3 separate regions of the Zea mays genome follow, and regions 1 and 2 are each linked to region 3. The links are chromatin contacts, called in public Hi-C maps. All regions are on one chromosome and are shown on one strand. The core of a region is the stretch at or near the end of the contact, and the rest is flanking DNA. Distances in the headings are between cores, read along the strand shown. Region 1 holds the start of LOC100284832. Region 2 holds the start of LOC100501867 (Rab GDP dissociation inhibitor alpha). Region 3 holds the start of LOC100278204.

What was found. Hi-C and Micro-C count contacts between places; a contact is called where the count stands out from the background.
Region 1: a Hi-C map of tassel shows a contact between it and region 3, with 2.1 times the contacts expected there. The contact joins the promoter of LOC100284832 here to the promoter of LOC100278204 in region 3. A contact is called at or near these places in 3 of 25 Hi-C or Micro-C datasets (ear, endosperm and tassel).
Region 2: a contact with region 3 is called in a Hi-C map of ear, with 3 times the contacts expected there. The contact joins the promoter of LOC100501867 here to the promoter of LOC100278204 in region 3. A contact is called at or near these places in 5 of 25 Hi-C or Micro-C datasets (ear, endosperm, leaf and 1 more).

What each region holds. Positions count from the first base shown.
Region 1 is chr8:106,120,261-106,122,960 of Zm-B73-REFERENCE-NAM-5.0, reverse strand. LOC100284832 reads left to right here and starts at 1,293. Exons shown (of 13, transcript NM_001157727.2): 1 at 1,293-1,569; 2 at 2,188-2,250; 3 at 2,388-2,471. The coding sequence starts at 1,483.
Region 2 is chr8:106,014,102-106,016,801 of Zm-B73-REFERENCE-NAM-5.0, reverse strand. It overlaps LOC100501867 (Rab GDP dissociation inhibitor alpha), which reads left to right and starts at 1,356. Exons shown (of 13, transcript NM_001196508.1): 1 at 1,356-1,534. The coding sequence starts at 1,448.
Region 3 is chr8:106,266,137-106,268,836 of Zm-B73-REFERENCE-NAM-5.0, reverse strand. It overlaps LOC100278204, which reads left to right and starts at 1,251. Exons shown (of 1, transcript NM_001151557.1): 1 at 1,251-1,748. The coding sequence starts at 1,274. The coding sequence ends at 1,621.

The DNA.
Region 1 (2,700 bases), core at 44-2,543, 150 kb after region 3:
CTTAAAAACGAATTTTGATACGGTTTTTAATGGATTTCAATTCAAAATACAAAAATACAGAAGTCAAATTTTGGCGAATCATACAAAACGAATTGTGAACCATGGTCACACTAGAGTTTTCTAAGAAAAAATCTAAGAGTTTCCTAAAATAAAAACCAGAAAGCCACCCTAGAAAGGCAGAGGGACGAAGAGAAAGCGCACAACCTCGGAGAAGCCTAGGGGTGGAAACGGATCGAATAAGCACGAATACGAATACGAATGTCACAGTTTACCATATTTTTGTCCGAATTCGGATACGAATTTGAATATCTTCGGATACGAATACAAAACGTATAGTTGAATACAAATTCTTATTCGAATATTTACTCAATTCAACTCAAACAACATACCCTAAAATTTAACATATATATATATATATATATATGTGAATTTTTATTTAAGTACAAGTTTATAGATAGTCAATAGATAGTCAAAACAAACTTAAATTAAAATAGATTTCTCTTGATCCTCTATATCAAAGTCAACAAAACTATATAAATAATATTTTTAAACTATCAAAGCATGTAACAAAAGATAAACAACAACACGTGATATTTAATAAGTGACATTTGTACAAATACAAGTAAATTAGAATTGACATAAAATAGTAAATGTACCAATAAAAACAAATTTTCCGTTCTAAAATGAAGGAATGTCCTATATAAATGTGTGTACCAAAACTTAAATGAAAACATGAAGAAATTTATCTTTATATTGTAAAGTGGTGAGTTATAGTTGAATGCTTATGAAACTTCGTTGAGATGTGTTCACTATATAGATAAAGTGGAAAGTTATAATTGAATGTTTATGAAACCTATTGAATTCTATTATTGAATATCACTAGAAATACAAGGTTGATATATTTATTTTTTATCATATAAATATTTTTTAATATTTTAAATGATATATATCATTTTTCTAGTATATTATTAAACTTAAAATTATTTTTAGTTAGTAATTAGTGATAAAGTTAAGTTTTAAATGGTTTCATGAAATATATTTTTTTACGGATACGGATAGTATTAGATGTTTTATGGTTTTTTCGAATACGAATATAGAATCGGACAGAGAAAAGTACTATAAATCGAATTCGAATATATTTGTATTGAAATCAAATACAAATACGGATATGTATATTAACAGTTTTGCGAATACTGATAATTCGGAACTGCATACATGCATTTCCAGTCTAGGGAAGCCCTCGCGTGATGTTTATCGCACGACACTGTCTACCTGTTTGCAAAACGGCAAGACTGCGCAGTCCGCACCGTGTTCCGCACCCCACGGCAGGCGCTTGAGAGTACTTGACTACTACCCTCCCACCTGCGAGACTGCAACGCCGTTGCTTCAACTCGACTCCAGCATCCCTCGTCCCCGCATCACCGCGCCGCCGACACTCCGCTCGCTTTCGCTCCCGAGACCCGGGCCTGCCGAGCCGCCGCCATGGACGAGGAGTACGACGTGATCGTTCTGGGCACGGGGCTCAAGGAGTGCATCCTCAGCGGTCTCCTCTCTGTCGACGGCCTCAAGGTGAGCACCGACCACCCGCCTCCCGGTAACGGCAATCGGACCTCACCCCAGTCCCCGAGTCCGATCTGCCACTCTCCCCCGCACGTACCCGGACGCCGCATGTGGCCTGCGCGGTGGGTCTGCCGCGGTGCGTCGTGGTAGTAGATCAGGCGGTGCTGGTCCGGCCCCTGTCTGATCCGGGACTGGCGCGTTCGGATGGGCGCTTGTCTAAGCTGTCTACGCATCTGGCTCCTGGCATTGGTCCGGGGAGTTAACCAGTTGATGCAAACCATCGTCTGCAAATGTTGCCACAACTTCTTGCATTCTGTGGACTGGGAAGATCAGGGCATGGTTAGATTCTTTAATGAGGCAAACTAGTAACCTGGATTCTAGGGAGATTCACTGCTTCGAATTTTGGTCTATCGTTTGTTCTTTGTTTCTGGGATGTAGAAGTGTTCCCATCCTGTAAGACGATAGATGGCATCTATATTCTGTCCTCTGATATCACTGCGGCGAGACAGGGGTAACTGAACGGAGAGAGAAAGATGCTTAAGTTCAATAGTCAGCTTACTGCGTTAACTTGACCGATGATGGATTTTTTAAATTGATTTTGAAGAATTTTGAGTGACGCTTTTACAGGTTCTACACATGGATAGAAATGATTACTACGGAGGAGATTCCACCTCCCTAAACCTGAACCAGGCAAGAAGCTATAAATCTATGATTTTGGTTCTTTTTGAAACTGGAACATGTACTGAGTAATGTGTTCCATTTTTTGTGTGTGCTGGCAACTCATTCTAATCCCTTTAATCACCCTTATCTTTTTTTTTGGTGAACAGCTCTGGAAGAGGTTTAGGGGGGAAGACAAGCCACCGGCACATCTAGGTGCAAGCAGAGATTACAATGTAGACATGGTTCCAAAGGTGTGATAATTCCCGATCCCAATGGACCGTACCTAGCTATGTGCTTATTGTTTCTTGCCAAGGCCTCATCATACTTGGCAAATATATTGACTAAAAACATATATTTCCTTATGCTTGCACACTCATTAGTTCCTTACTTGTCTTATATATTTGTTACACTACCAGATACATCTTCGGACTGGTTAGTCTCATCCAGATAGCATTTACAATCAATATACTAGCTCAGTGC
Region 2 (2,700 bases), core at 107-2,606, 250 kb after region 3:
GGAAGGGTCGACGACGACGGTGGGTAGACCAGCGGGCAACGACTAGGTCTCCCTTCTGATCTGGAGAATGATGGAGCCTCCTCTCGATCTAGATTACTTAGACTAGCTTTCCTATCCCACCTTCCATCACATCTTCTATCTCAAACTTTACTCAGTAAATAGTTAAATAGTGCACTCTACAATACAAATAGTATTTTGCATGACTATATGTACGGTCTGCTTAAGATGGCCTTAAGCCCATGACTTCAACAGTGACTACTGACTAGGCTTCTCAAGTCAATTCTCAATCGTATCACCGGATGAAGTCCACTCGTTAGTCATAAAAATTACCAGTTCAGATATTTTAATAAAAGATAAACCACTATATTGATCTATTTTTAAATATTTAACGTTGGATAGTTTATTTTTGATAGAAAACGTTAAGTACAAAAACAGAGGGAGTATAACATAACCTATTTTAGGCAGTGTTTAGTTCCTGAGTCTATTTGGACGAAATGACTCTTTTCCAGATTCTGAGTATGGAATGACTTCATTCATGTTTGGCAATCAGAACAGTGCCGCTCTGTTTTTCTGTTTAGTTCTAGTGTGAAGACTCTATCCTATATTTGGCACCATATTATTATATATATCAAATATAATTATATTAAATATAACCATATATATATATTACGTTTGGCACCCTGCGTTCTTGTCAAATATTAAATTATATATATATATATATATATATATATATATATATATATATATATATATATATATATATATATATATATATATATATATATATATATATATATATATATATATATATATATATATATAACACTGGCACAAGAAGCCGTGAAAGGCGTCTCGAGCGCTTGAGCGCTCAGGTCCGACTATTTTTTGGAGCCCAGAGATCTAGCATCTTGAGAGAATATTCCTATATTAGAGCGGCTCTGTTCCACTTTGATTTGAATCAAGCAGTCTTAAGTACTTAGAACAGAGCATTTTCATTCTACTATAGTTTGAAACCAAACACTATCTTAGGGCTAGTTTGACATCTCTATTTTTCTATAGAATTTCCAATTTTTTTAAGAAAAAATAAACTAATTTTGCTTGGAGAAATGAAAAACCCGCAGGGCCTGTTCGGTTGTACCGGAATGAGCCAGGATTTATTCCAGCTCATCAAAATCTATATAAATTAGAGAAGTAATCCGGCTAGGAATTAATCCGGGACTCTAATCCGGAACAATGGAACAGAGCCTCACGAAAATGAGTCCCAGCCCTTAGAGAGCGGTGACAAATTTCCGGAAACGCCAAAATCCATTCTCAGTTTTTTTAGAAACCACTCTCATCCTCTCGCACCGCACCGTTCGCTTCCTTTCGTCAACTCCACTCCTCTTGGCCGCCGCATTACCTCCTCTTCGCCGCTGCCGCCACCGCTCCACCGGGCAGCCAGCCAGCCATGGATGAGGAGTACGACGTGATCGTGCTTGGCACGGGGCTCAAGGAGTGCATCCTCAGTGGTCTCCTTTCCGTCGACGGCCTCAAGGTGAGCCCGTCGATCGCCCGCTCTCTTCTCCTGCAGCCGCCGCTCGTAGATCCGTGGCTGCCGTGCTCGGATTTTGGGTCCGCGTAATAGTCCGGTGCTTCAAGGTCGCTTGCATCACTTGGAGTGCACAGGTCGCTGGACGGCTGGAGCACACGAGCTCCTAGATCGGGTGCCCTAGCCCCTTTGATCTGGACGTCGTGCGCTGCGATTACATGCATGCTTCGCTTTTACTGTCGTATGCTGATCTATAGTGTTCGTCTACCTACGAGGCTCCCAGCTCCTTAAGCCCTTGATGGATCCATAGCGGCGGACCAGCCATTGATGCAATTAAGTATAGTCTGAGCTTTTAGCAAGGGTGGTTATCTAGATCAGAACTGGAGCAGCCGTGCTTAATCAGGAAGTGGCACTTAATTGTACTGCTTGCTAGCAACTTGCGCGCTGTGATTAGATGCATGCTTCGTTTTGCTGTCGTATACTGATCTATAGTGTCCATCTACCTACAAGGCCCCCATCTCCTTAATCCCAAGGTGGATCCATAGTGGCGGACCAAGTCCGAGCTGAGCTTGGAGCAGTTTTCTAGATGAGGATTGCGAGCAGCTGGGCTTAATCGGGAAGTGACACTTAATCATACTGTTTGCTAGCAATTTGGCGGAAGAGCATGTAATACAAATTAAAGGGAGGACTAAGGAGAGGGAGGGCATTCTTGCCCAAACTAAAGGTCTGTCTGGATACACATGGCTAGTTACTAGTTGGGGCTAAAAATAGCTCTGTTTGGCTACCTGGTTGGCTAACAACTAGTTTAAGACTTGGCTAAAAAATTAGCTCTCCTGTTTGGATGCAAGTCATGCAACAGAGCTAATTTTAGCTGATTTTTAGTTAGCTAGCAATTAGTCATTGTAACCAAACATGCCCTATTTGTACTTTGTTGTGTTGCTTTTCATAAGCCAATGTTTTTTGATTTCTGTATTAGCCTAAGCGGGTTTCCTTATTTGTTGCACATACACAGGTGGCAGCATGTAGCTTGCAAAATGGTGACAATTATAGAAGCTAGGGTTAGGATTTCTGGGTTTTCCAAGCCACCCTGACCAATGGCCTCAGCTTCTAGGAGGAAGCTTGACTATGGTTGGTATTGGCACTGCTGCGGCAGGGGCAGTAAGGGTGTTGAT
Region 3 (2,700 bases), core at 2-2,501:
TCCCAACCAACCAAACACCACAGATCCGCACGAGATTTCCAAAAAAAAAGCTCGTGGAGTACCGGGGGACACAGATCTAGGCCGCTGCCCGCTCACCTGCATGTTGCAATTGACGAGGTCGAGCGGCGTGACGGCCATGTGGGTGAGGCCGCAGCTGGCGATTCCTCCGGCGGTGCAGGCGGCATAGAAGGCCGGCGAGTACATCTCGATCTTCTCGTTGGGCGCCTGGATCGAGAACGACACGACGCCTCCTGCTCCAGCCGCGGCAGGCGCTGGGGCGGAGGCATGGAGGCGCGCGGTGGCGCCTGTGGCGGCAAAGGAGCGCGCCGAGGAGGTCCCTTTAGCTGGCCGAGGGGCGCCGAGGAGGCAGTAGCTGGGTGGATCTGGGGCAGAGTGGTGGTTTGAGGTGCTTCAGATCGGGGAATGGGGCTCGGCAGCCGCCGTCGCTGAAACCCTAGTCCTCTCGGGCAAAAGCAGTCGTCGCGGTCGGTTTTATATGATAGTACAGGAAGCGGTGTACAATATGCGCATACAAAAAGTGTGTAAACCGTAACACGATTGAGCATAACACGTAGTTATAATTGACGTAAGTAGGTGGTACAGTGAGCCAAAAAGCCTGCACACCTGGTCGGTTGCTGGTCAGGGCTTCCAATAGTTAGAGAGAGCCCAGGGCTCTCTCTCTCTCTCTCTCTCTCTCTCTCTCTATATATATATATATATATATATATATATATATATATATATATATATATATATATATATATATATATATATATATATATATATATATATATATATATATATATATATATATATATATATATATATATATATGCTGTGAACTCATTGTCACGTCCGTCTTGAATCTGCTCATAACTGGCAAAGTTTTTTTTACTCCTAGTATAAATAGATAAACGATCTGTCTCATATTCACCAAAATATATAGTTATGTTTTACCTCCAGTAGTAATTTTTCACTGTGAATCTGGGGCTGGAGGCGCTCCCAAGTTCCAGACACGCCCCTAAATCCCATTTCGTCAATCTTGGTAAGCTGCTCGAAGCACTTTTTGGATCACTCTACGTACAAAGAGAGAATATCCAACGAGATGTATATATACTGAAACCCTCTGATCCAGTGGGAGCCAGCCAACCAAACCAAAACTCGCGTGGACCGAGACCGAAACTAGTAGTGAGTAGTGACCGAACCCAACCATTTCCCACCAACCCCAGCCGTCCTGCCGTTCACGGTTCACCTCACACTTCGCGGTTCGCTGATGGAAGGCCTCGTCCCGCTGCTCTACAAGGCCATCAAGGAGCGGCGGAGCAACGCGGGCGGCCGCCGTGGCTACCGCACCGGAGGTGCCCTCCCCTCCTCCGCGCCCGTGGACCTGGACGACTCCGAGCAGAGGAGGCAGTGGCTGCAGCTGCAGGAGCTGCGGTCCCCGGCCCACGCGGCGGCAGCGGTGGCGGTGGCGGAGACCGAGGGGTCGCTGCTGCACCGGCGGAACCTGTCGCTGGAGGAGCTGGCCGGCGAGGTGGGATTCTCGCCCGACCGGCGGCTCCGGGTGCCGCTGCCCAAGGCCAGGAGCGTCCGCGCCTTCGCCTGCATGGGCGCCGCCTGATTGATCGCCGTCTACGCCGTGTAAAAGGTGTGGTTATATATTAGTTACTAATAGTTGTGCTGGAATTGGAGAACTGGAGGTTGTATATGCAAACGAGTGCCCTTTTACTTAATTTTCACGTTCTTGATGAGAGCAGCTGGCAGCCGTACGTGATCATATATCTTCTCGTGATTCTTGTCGATCAGTTGTTGATCAATAATAGCAGTAATTGTTAGGGACGGCAACTCCTGTTCAGCTTCCTTTGGTTCGAATTCGAATTGAAGCGATCCTGCCAAAATCTTGCACCCAGCAGCCTGGCGAACAGATCGATCTCGATGGCGCATGGATGGTTTCTCCCAGACTAGCTAGAACGCCAAATTACAGCAGTGAACAACTTACTTTGGCCCTTTCTGGAGCTCCGAAACCTCCACTCCTCATTTTCTTCTCTCTTTTCGTGAAGCTAACGTATTCGTTTCGTGCCTTTTAAGCGCCATATCTCTTATAGATAGATAGATAGATAGAATAAGTTCAACACCGATTTCCCCAAGACAGAGAAAAGAACTTTGGAGTTCACAAACACCAGTCTGTGCACAAATTTCATACAGGAACCGTTTGCGTCTGTGTACAGCAGCTGCACCTCGTTGATCGGCCCAGTGAGCCCAGCAGCCGTATCCAGGAGCCACTGGGCCTTGACGACGAAAAGAACCAGCCGGTTGGTGGGGACGAGCGACATGTGAGCTGGCTCCCGGCCAGGGAAATCGGGTAACGCTCCAGCAAAACCAGAGGTGGGGTGCCACTGGCATTCACAAGTTTCACTTTCACCTCACGGTGCATGACCGGTTGCAATTGCAAGGGTTAGGCCCGGTGAAGCCTGGCCTGTTTTGGACCCGGCCTACCAGGCATGGTTAGAAAACTGGACCGGGTTATCTAAGCCTGCGGGCTCGTTTTCCTGTCTGAGCCTGACCCGCTGCGGGCCTAAACGGGTCGAGCCGGCCTGGTAAACACGGGAAAAACGGGCTAAACGGGCCGGTAAGCACGGTTTAATGCAAAAAAATCAGGTTTGACGGGCTTAGAGGTAAGCGGGTCGTGTCGGGCTAGCC